3 separate regions of the Mus musculus genome follow, and all the other regions are linked to region 2. Evidence: chromatin contacts called from public promoter capture Hi-C data. All regions are on one chromosome and are shown on one strand. Each heading gives the region's core, a stretch centred on a gene start, on an enhancer-like site or on the middle of the called end of the contact. The rest is flanking DNA. Distances are from core to core; before and after follow the strand shown.

Region 1 (3,269 bases), core at 267-2,766, 1.2 Mb before region 2:
AGGGCTACACAGAGAAACCCTGTCTCAAAAAACCAAATAAATAAATAATAAAGTTATGTACCACCATGCTTACCTGACCCCCAAACCCACTTTTGTGGGGTGTTGTTTTGTTAGTTTGTTTTTGAGACAGGGTCTCACTATGTAGCCCTGGCTGTCCTGGAACTCACTATGTAGACCAGGCTGGCCTCGAACTCAGAGATTCATTTGCCTTTGCCTCCCGAGTGCTGGGGTTAAAGGTGTGTGCCACCACCACCGCTGTGCTTGATCCCCTAAAGCCCACCTTTAATCCATAAGAAGGCACAGATTTGGAACTCTCTGCTGAGAACATGATTCTCTTGTTGGTCTGTGATGCACATGTCTATGAACATGGGGCACCTGCTATTATAGCCCTAGAGACATCCTTTAGCTTACTATCCAGCCTCTCCAATGGATGCAATCCTGAGCAGGTCCAGACCATCTTCATACCAAAATGTCATCTGTAATCCCTATAAACAGACCTTGAAGGTTGCCCCTTCCCCCCTTAAGAACTTGACTAGGTTGAGTCATTGAAGGGGCTATTTAAGAACAGAGGCAGTAATAGGCACGTTGCATAGTCACCCCAGAACTTTTCAGAGGCTCTCAATCCAACGGCTGTGAGTCTAGACCCTTGCCCACAGCCTGACAAAGCTCACAGTTTACAAAGGAACCAGTGTTCGGGAGTGTTATCAGTCAGGGTTAAAGTTAGTTACACAGGCTTTAAATCCTGACCTTTGAGGAGATCCCCTGAAGCTACTCCTCCTGGCTCTTCAGTTCTTTTTGAACCTTGCAAAGGTACTGAAAACTGTAAAAGTCCTGAGGGAACAATCATACTCAGCTGTGGTGAATGACCATTCCAGAATGGTCTAGAAGCCCAATGCCCTGTGTATTCTGCCAGAATCCAGCTTTTTTTTTTTTTCAGCAAGTGGTATTGAACATTTGCTAAATTCTATTTCAAGACAAATGTAGTAGTTAATGTCTGTAATGCCAGCGCTCTGGGCTGAAGTAGATTAACTACAGCAAGATCCAGGGCAAAGTTACTACCCTGTTTCAAAAAACAAACAGGACTGACAAGGTGGATCAGGAAAAGGTGCCTGTTCCCAAGACTGAGGGCCAAGCCTAGTAACCTTAGTATGATCCCTGGAGCCCATGGTGTAAGAACAGAACCAACTCCCACGAGTTGTCCTCTGACCACACAGGGTCTTTGGCATATGTATCTACACATACACAAATAAGCAAACAAATGTAAATAATAATAATAAGTTAAACAAATTCTACTTGGGCCTTAGCTTCTGGCTATGTATTCTCAAATGGTCTGTGGGCGGGTTTATGCTACCTGGATCCCCTGGTCCAGGAAATGGCAGAGAGGAACGACCCAAGGAGCACTGCCTGACCAGGGCAACTTCAGCAGCCTGAACAAGCTAGACTACTAGGACTACAACTCCCAGCATGCCGTGCGGCTCAGCCTACCACTCCCAGCGGGCCGGGCGGCTGCGGAGGCAGTGGTGCGCGCAGGGCTGGAGGGGCTGGGCGGTGTCGGGCGCGCTGGGGCTGGGTTGCGCTGAGGTGCACGGACTCAGAAGCTCGCCCTCTGCGGGGACGGCACAGAAGGCGGTGCTGCCGGCTGGCACAGCCGGTGCGGGTGCGGGAGGCGGGTGGGGGTGGAGCGGGGCAGAGGTACAGACCCTACAAGGACGAGGAGTGGGCCAGACGCACCGAGGCTCGGCTGTGTGTGCCCCGGGGCGGCCGATGCCCCCAGCGCACCGCACTCCGCTGCCGCAACCGGGCCGCATCCTGACGGGGCGCCGCGCCGCGCAGCCGCAGCCGGGTGAGCTAAGGCGGGGACGGCGGCTTTCTGAGCGGGGAAAATGTGCCAGGCCGAGCAGGGGGAGACGGCGGTGCCGGCTCGGACTGAGGGGCGCGCCCTCCTTCTCCCAACCCCGAGAACGCTCTGATGTCCTGGCTATCTAGAGGCAATCGGTCCGTGGCGCCCCTCCTGTCCTGTCTCCTCTCTCAGCGGTCTTGGACCGGCTCCTAGCTTGCTTTTTGACTGCCTCTGTCAGAGAGCTAAGGATCTTAGCGATCCTGCGGTAGTCCTCCCACCCATTGCTTTATGCTTTTCTCCAGAAGGCAGTCTCATAAGGGATTCCCTGTGTTCCAGGCCGTGGTCCTCCGCCTAGCTTGGAGATATTCAGGCTACTTCATATCTTTGACCTTCCTCTCTTCCCAAGAAAAGCAATCCATTAGCAGTCCTCTTGACTAAATCCATAAAGAAGAGGGAATAGAGCGTGGGCCTTAATCTCTGCCCTGGGCTTCAACACAGCCTTTCCCCTTCTCAGCCCTAGTCCTCAAAGATCCATCTGAATGTGTGGGTACTTCCAAATCCTTTTCCTGTCCAACAATCACCTCTTTCCACCCTACCCCTGGGCTGTCACCTCTCAGGCCCCTCCTGCCTCTAAGCCATTTGCTGGCTCGCCCTCTATGGACCGGTAGAGGCACAACGCTACCTTGAGTCTGTGGGCCAGAGACTGTGCAGGGCTCCCTTCCCAGGAAGCTGCCCTTTTTGGTGTTGTCATTTCCAGAACCTCCTGGAGTCCCTAGGAGAGACACTTCTATCAGCACCTGTCTCCCGGCCATCTGGTTAGGTTGCTTGAATATCGGTGAATGGACTGTCCTGTTTGGGTTAGAAAGGTTCTAAGAACAAGTCTTACTAGCCCAATGCATAGAGCAAGGTGCTATGGCCTGAAGTAGGAAAGGGGCTAGCACAAGGTCACTTGACAAGGTGGTCAAAGATAGAACCAGAAGCTAGATCATCCTCTTGTTTCTTAACCCCAGAGCTGTAGATTTCAAGGCCCCTCCAACTTGGCATGGAACCAAAGCCTTGAACCTTTTTTAAGCCACCCCTTTTAAGGTGACTAGGCAATCCCCATAGGCTGACCCTTTGGGCTCATACTGAAGTGGCTGCTGGTGCAGAAGTAGCGGCCCCTAAAGAAGGAATTGTGTCTCCTAACCACCTTGTACCTGCAGGTCACAATGCTACTTGGAGCATCTCTGGTGGGGGCGCTACTGTTCTCCAAGCTAGTGCTGAAGCTGCCCTGGACCCAGGTGGGATTCTCCCTGTTGCTCCTGTACTTGGGGTCTGGTGGCTGGCGTTTCATCCGGGTCTTCATCAAGACGGTCAGGAGAGATATCTTGTGAGTACCATATCTAGCCTCCCTTGGGGTCTCAACTGTGCTGGGCTTTACCAGCCATTA
Region 2 (3,067 bases), core at 507-3,006:
CCCCCACCATCTGCTCCTACTCCCAATGAGACACCTGAGTAGAAACTCTTTTATCTGCTTTTCACTCATAAGCATCTCTTTAATTAGCATGCTGGGACAGGAGACTGAGATTAGCCTGCTGGGGCTCTGGGGCCTTACCTTTTTGCCCTATCCCCCCAGAAATAAGGACAGTCGTGGTCAGTGGCTCTGTTGTGAGGTCAGGAGCCATACCTGACCTATTCCCTGCTGTAAGCCTGGTATATGGGTATATGTGCTTTATATAGTGTTGGGCCTGACACACAGCCAGAGTTCACGAGTTATTTATTGCACATTAGTTACTAAAGGAACTCAACCAAGTTTGGCAAAGTCTGGACCAAGTATGTATGGACAATCTATTTCCTTGGGGAATGATCTTCAAGTTGGCTGTATTGTCCCTATTAAAAGCCTGTGGCAGCCAGGCGGTGGTGGCGCACACCTTTAATCCCAGCACTTGGGAGGCAGAGGCAGGCGGATTTCTGAGTTCGAGGCCAGCCTGGTCTACAGAGTGAGTTCAAGGACAGCCAGGGCTCCGCAGAGAAACCCTGTCCCAAAAACAAAACAAAACAAAACACCCAAACAAACAAACAAACAAAAAGGAAAAAAGCCTGTGGCTTCAAATTCTATATCAAGTTGATATAATGAAGGCGTGTGGAGGAGTAATCACACATTTCAGACGGGCTGTTTACAAACTCTACTCTTTACATAAACCACACCACTGCTTGTTTTCTGCATGACCAACTTCGTCGGTTTTTGATTAATACCTCTAATCTTCAGCATAGGCAAAGGCTTTCCCTGCCCCACAGTACCTGGACTTTGATGACTCAGTAGTCCTTGTCCCCTTGCTTGCCTCCCCTACAGCCTGTGTGTCCTGAAAGGCAGGACCAACTCTACTCCATGGATGAATTCCCAGCGGGCAACCTGGGGCCCACTGTGTGGTATGCGCATAGACAAATGTCTGTCTCCCTTGTGAATCCCCCACAGGTGTCCCTATGTGCGTTACATCCCTAGTGCTCAGCCCTGTCTCTCTCACAACAAGCACACATTATTGTTGCTATTATTATTATTATTATTTTATTTATTTATGTATTATCTTATATGTATGTGCACGCCTGAGCTTCTGTACAGCACCGTATACGTGGAGGTGCCCACAAAGCTCGGAGGAAAAGTTCTGGAGGTACAGGCAATCATAAGCCACCAGATGTGGATGCTGGGAGCCCAATCTGGGCTTTTGATTTTTATGTGTGCATAATTTTCCAATAATTTTATTATGTTGTGTGTATGATTGTTTTGCTTGCGTGTATGTCTGTGTCCCGTGTGTGTGTGTGCAGTGCTTACAGAGGCCAAAAGAGAGTGGCAGAACCCCTGGAACTGGTTAGAGACCGTCACAAAACAGGAATGTGGGTGCTTGGAAGTGAACCCAGGTCCTCAGGAAGAGCTAGTCAGTGCCCCTAACAACTGATCCATCTCTGCGTTCTCTCCCTCTCTCCGTCTCCTGTGTGTGTGTGTGTGTGTGTGTGTGTGTGTTTGTATAACAAACCAACCAACAAACAAACAGGACCTCTAAAAGATAGGAATGAAATTCCTTTAATGGTCTCTAGAGGGTTTCCTGACACTCACAACGTTGGTGACAATAATCTCCCCGCCCCTTTCCAACAAGGCGGCTTTCTAGCTAAGCGGAAGTGACAGCGCCGTACCGGAAGTTCAGTCCCTGGGACTGAATCCTGCGCTCGGAGCGCAGCCGCACGGTGCTTCCCTGCGTGCGATGAGACGAATCGGAGCGTTTGGGGGCTCCACGGCCCTGTGGGCGCTGCTGGCCGCCCACGTGGCGGGGGCGTTCGAGCCCGTAAGCGTGGGCATCGCCATCGGGGCCGTGTCGGCGCTCACCGGCTACCTGTCCTATACCGATTTCTACTGCCGCTTCACCGAGTGCTGCCATGAGGAACGGCCCCTCAACACGTCGGGTATGTGCCCGCGGGCCGGTCGGGGCGGGCGGGAGGGCACTGGGAGCTTGGCTCCCGCTCCTGCTGGATGCGGCGCCGCGGGAGACACACACGGCCGGGACCTCGCCACACCTTTGCAGGCCTTGCAATGACCACCTGGAGAACTGAACGCAACGGGGCCAGCTGGTGCGCCCCGCCAGGGGGTGCCAGGCGTGGAGCTCCATCCAGAAAGCCCGCCTGTTGCTCTTGCTGTTTGTTTGTTTTTTTTTCGAGCCATCAGGGGTGGCGGGAAAGCTAGCCCGGAGCACAGCCGCCAAATGGTTCTTCCCTGGATGAAAGAATCTGTGTAGCTTGTTTGACATTTAGATGTTAAGGAGAACTGGCACTTAAGGATCTGACTGTAGGTCCTTATGATTCTGGCTCTGATCTGTGAGATCTCTGCATTTTTCATCCCTTCTGGCCCTGCTGGATCAGTCGCTAACTGTGCCTCTGACTCAGGTACTTTTTTAACCTGTGTTTTTCTCTTTGTTCCGGTGCGGGCCTCCGCAGCCCTCAAGCTGGACTTGGAAGAGAAGCTGTTTGGACAGCACCTTGCCACCGAAGTGATTCTCAAGGCATTGACTGGCTTCAGGAACAACAAAAATTCCAAGAAACCATTGACTCTGTCCTTGCACGGCTGGGCTGGCACGGGCAAGAATTTTATCAGCCAGATTGTGGCTGAAAACCTTTATCCAAAAGGCCTGAAGAGTAACTTTGTCCACCTGTTCGTCTCTACTTTGCACTTCCCTCATGAGCAGAAGATAAAGGTGTACCAGGCAAGAAAACCTACCGATTTTTGATCATATGCCTGGGGTACTTTACTCAGTAGCTCTGGCCTCTGCTTTTCTTTCTCTGCCTTGAAGTGCTCCATCTGGCCTCTGCTTTGCTTTCTGCTATTTATTTGACTGAGTTTTACTGTGTAGGTCTGGCAGGCCTGGAACTCACAGAGATCTACCTACCTCTGCCCTCCAAAGGCTGGGATTAAATGCCTAGCCTCTCTTTATTTATACTTTCTGAGACAGTGCCTCATCGTGTAGTCCAGGCTGGCTTTGGTGTTAGGGATCCAGCTT
Region 3 (3,123 bases), core at 297-2,796, 1.5 Mb after region 2:
GTTTTGGAGAACCTCTTCAGAGAGGCTCTTTCCTCTAAGTAATTCAATTTAATGTCCTGTGACTCAGCAAGCATGGCTGGGTGTTTTATTATTTTGTTTTATTGTATTTATTTAGTTTTTGTCAGGCTCTCATACTATGCAGTTCAGGCTGGCCTTGATTTTCATCCTTCCCAAGTGCTAGGATTAGAGGCATGCCCCACCAACCCAGAGAGGACAGCTCTTGCTCTCTCTCACTATATCCCTAGAACTCTGTTAAAAAAGGAGTAAGAGGGAACTGTTCATGCTTCTGTTTTCTCAGAGGCTCTGGAAGCTGGGAGGAAGGGCCAGCACACACTAGGCTAAGCCTTTCTACATCTTTTGCATCGTTGTTTCTGGAAGGTAAAGGGAGATCCCACGTAGTTACTTATGCCAAGGGGGGTGGGGTAGTGCCTGCAAAGCACTCCAATTCCATTAGCTGCGGTGGGAGGTTCGGCTGAGGGAGGGAGGGGAAGCTGAGCCACCCATGAATCATGGGTAAAAATCTGCTCGCTTTCCTGCTCACCTGCACGAGCACCTTTGGTCTGTCCAGGGGGGTTCTGGGGCATGTGCTGTTTCTGGGTAGGCCTCCTGGCACCGAAAGTGCCAGACAGAAGCAAAATGGGGTAACTGGTCACTGTTCAGACAGACATCAAAGTCCACCAGTGTCCTCATGTGGGTCATTTCACAATGCTTCCCTGACATCAGACAAGCTTATCTCTGCCCTGAGGACGTGGAGTTGCATGCTCAGCCAAGGTAAAGGCACTGCTTCTAGGTCATGCAAGGATCTGCTCTCCCTGCCTTCCATGAGGCATCTTATCCATCCTGAGATGCACTTACGGAATCCAAGTAACAAGCCCAAGTAAGGTGATACGCAGCTTATGTTTCTCTGATATAATTAGACCAGCTAAGCACAAAGGTCACCTAGGCTGGGATCTACTGGGGCCTGCGAAGCATTAACTCCAATTTCATTAGCTGCGGTGGGAGGTTCCGGGTTTTAAAGCAAGGAGCCAGCTGAGGGAGGGAGGGGAAGCTGAGCCTCCAATGAACCACGGGTAAAAATCTGCTCGCTTTCCTGCTCACCTGCATGAGCACCTTCAGTCTGTCCAGGGGGGCAGTGCAGGTTCTGGAAACTGCCCCTGCCCCACCTCCTGCCACCAGGTGCCTCCACCACATCCCCGTCTGCCTCTCCTCCACTGTGAACTCATCTGGGACTGTCAGATTCTCACCGACATCGAAGATCTATGGGGGAGACAAGCAGAGACATAGCCAACTTTACTCACAACATCCTGGCCGTGGTCACTGCATTCCACTCTCCCTTTGCCCTGATAGTAGCTGCAGCTCTTGACCTGTACATGGTCTAGAAAGGAGCAGGTAGCAATCGAGGAAACATTACAACACTGTTGGGTTGCCCTTGTAAAGGAAGCTCCTGGAACTTTCCGCAAGGACTTTAGGGCTAGACTACAAGGATCAGGGAAGATGGGTACAAACCCTGCAACCTGATACAGAACCAGATTGCCAGCAGAACAGAGTGTTATGCAAGGCTAAGCAAGCAGGGTGCTATGCTGCCTGCGTAATACCTTCTCTCTGGAACTGGTCCCAGCCAGCTCTGCTGACCTCTGGGCTGCAGGCCAGAGACAGGCTAGCTGTCTGAACCCTAGAATCAGTCACTTACTTTCACCCAAGAAGCCCTGACCCGGCATTGTGGATTCAGAGAGGATAAGGCAGGGGTAGCCCAGCCAAGAACACCAGAAGTCTTTTAAGTAAGACCAACATTTCTAGTTGTGGATCCACATCTGTCTGAATGTGGATCATGCTAACAGAGTGAAAACAATATGCAGGCCCTACAGGGAGTGCTTATCAAAACCAAACCCCCAAAATCAAGAGTCTAACTCTGTAGCCCAGGCTGGCCTTTAACTCATGGGGCTCCTATGTCTCAGCCAAAACATGTATTTTTGCCATAGAGAGAAATGATACTAAAAAAGAAACACAGGGAAAGAGGAGGCATCTGTAACAAGGTTTCTTCTCCTATCCCGTGGAGGACAGACTGTCTGCTTCTGGGAGAATCGGCAACATAGGAAAAGGAGATATTTGAAATGGCCCGTGAAGGGCAGAGGCATACAGGGATAGGAAGGTACACCCAGCAAAGGGTCAAGGGTGCAGGCTGGTCACTGTATCGGAGGAGGAGGGGCATGTGGCTGGCAAAGGAGGGACAACATCTCAGTGTATCATCAAGACCGACCCCCCACCCCCACCCCCACCCCCAGGCCTAGATGGGGATGGACTGAGAGATGCCAGACAAAGACGGCTGCCTGAGTGGACAGTGGGTGTGTGCCTCACCGTCGAGTGCTTCCAGTACAGGATGATCTCCGGGATGTTCTCCACAGGGTGCAGGAGGTGGTAGTCCCTCCACTCGTTCCAGTCGATGGTCATCGTGCCATTCTTATCCATGCTGTAAGCAGAAGCATGGTCAGTCGCACGTGTCACACCCACCTGCCAGTTGTGTGCCCTACCACTTAGATGGGATGGAGGCAGGTGCCATAGCCACCCAGGACACCAAAGGCACCTTGCCCATGAGAAAGAGTAAGGTGGCTCCATACCCCATTTTCCATAAAATGGAGATGTGCTGGCCCACAGGAACCCCATTCTGATCAGGGAGGGAGGGAATCACGGGAAAACACAGATACTTACTAGGTGACAGGGCCCCAGAAGTGGCCCGTCCGTATTCTGACAGACAGACAAAGGAGGATGCAAAGGAGAAAGGAGAAACAACACAAATAAATGCGCTGAGCAGGTTAGTAAAGCAAGCACACACCCAAAGACACCAGGGGCCAGCACAGCACGAGGAAGTGGGCAGGACTGGGCTCCTGGGGTTGCTGTCCCTGTGACCAGGCGGCTTTCAGGCCAGCCAGGTACAAACTGTTCTCTACTTGCAGGGCTTTCCGGCAGCCCTCTGCTCATGAGTGAGCCATCTTTCTGGCCAGCATATGTGGCTACAGAGGAAAGAACAAGCTATAGCAGAACCTAAGTTAAGGACCACACATGTCCCTCCCCATCAGGCAGAGAATATTCAGGGACACTTCTCACTAACGAGAAATGCCCACAACT

Evidence for each region. Promoter capture Hi-C pulls out the DNA fragments that hold promoters and counts their contacts. Capture Hi-C pulls out chosen DNA fragments and counts their contacts.
Region 1: a promoter capture Hi-C map of adipose tissue shows a contact between it and region 2, with 2.3 times the contacts expected there. The contact joins the promoter of Slc27a4 here to the promoter of Tor1b in region 2. A contact is called at or near these places in 5 of 39 promoter capture datasets (hippocampal neurons, liver, neutrophils and 1 more) and 2 of 9 other capture datasets (adipose tissue and liver).
Region 3: a promoter capture Hi-C map of liver shows a contact between it and region 2, with 3 times the contacts expected there. The contact joins the enhancer-like site here to the promoter of Tor1b in region 2.

The regions. Positions count from the first base shown.
Region 1 is chr2:29,801,118-29,804,386 of GRCm38.p6, forward strand. It overlaps Slc27a4 (solute carrier family 27 (fatty acid transporter), member 4), which reads left to right and starts at 1,517. Exons shown (of 13, transcript NM_011989.5): 1 at 1,517-1,843; 2 at 3,043-3,209. The coding sequence starts at 3,049.
Region 2 is chr2:30,951,245-30,954,311 of GRCm38.p6, forward strand. It overlaps Tor1b (torsin family 1, member B), which reads left to right and starts at 1,757. Exons shown (of 5, transcript NM_133673.3): 1 at 1,757-1,979; 2 at 2,508-2,773. The coding sequence starts at 1,781.
Region 3 is chr2:32,417,950-32,421,072 of GRCm38.p6, forward strand. Slc25a25 (solute carrier family 25 (mitochondrial carrier, phosphate carrier), member 25) reads right to left here. Exons shown (of 10, transcript NM_001164357.1): 4 at 2,356-2,467; 5 at 1,099-1,257. Among named protein-coding and RNA genes, the nearest start is that of Ptges2, 24 kb to the left of the region's middle. Within about 2 kb of position 1,547, at least 44 of the 459 cell types and tissues checked have an H3K27ac peak or open chromatin away from gene starts, as enhancers often do. A contact at or near this core is called in liver, where this site is marked.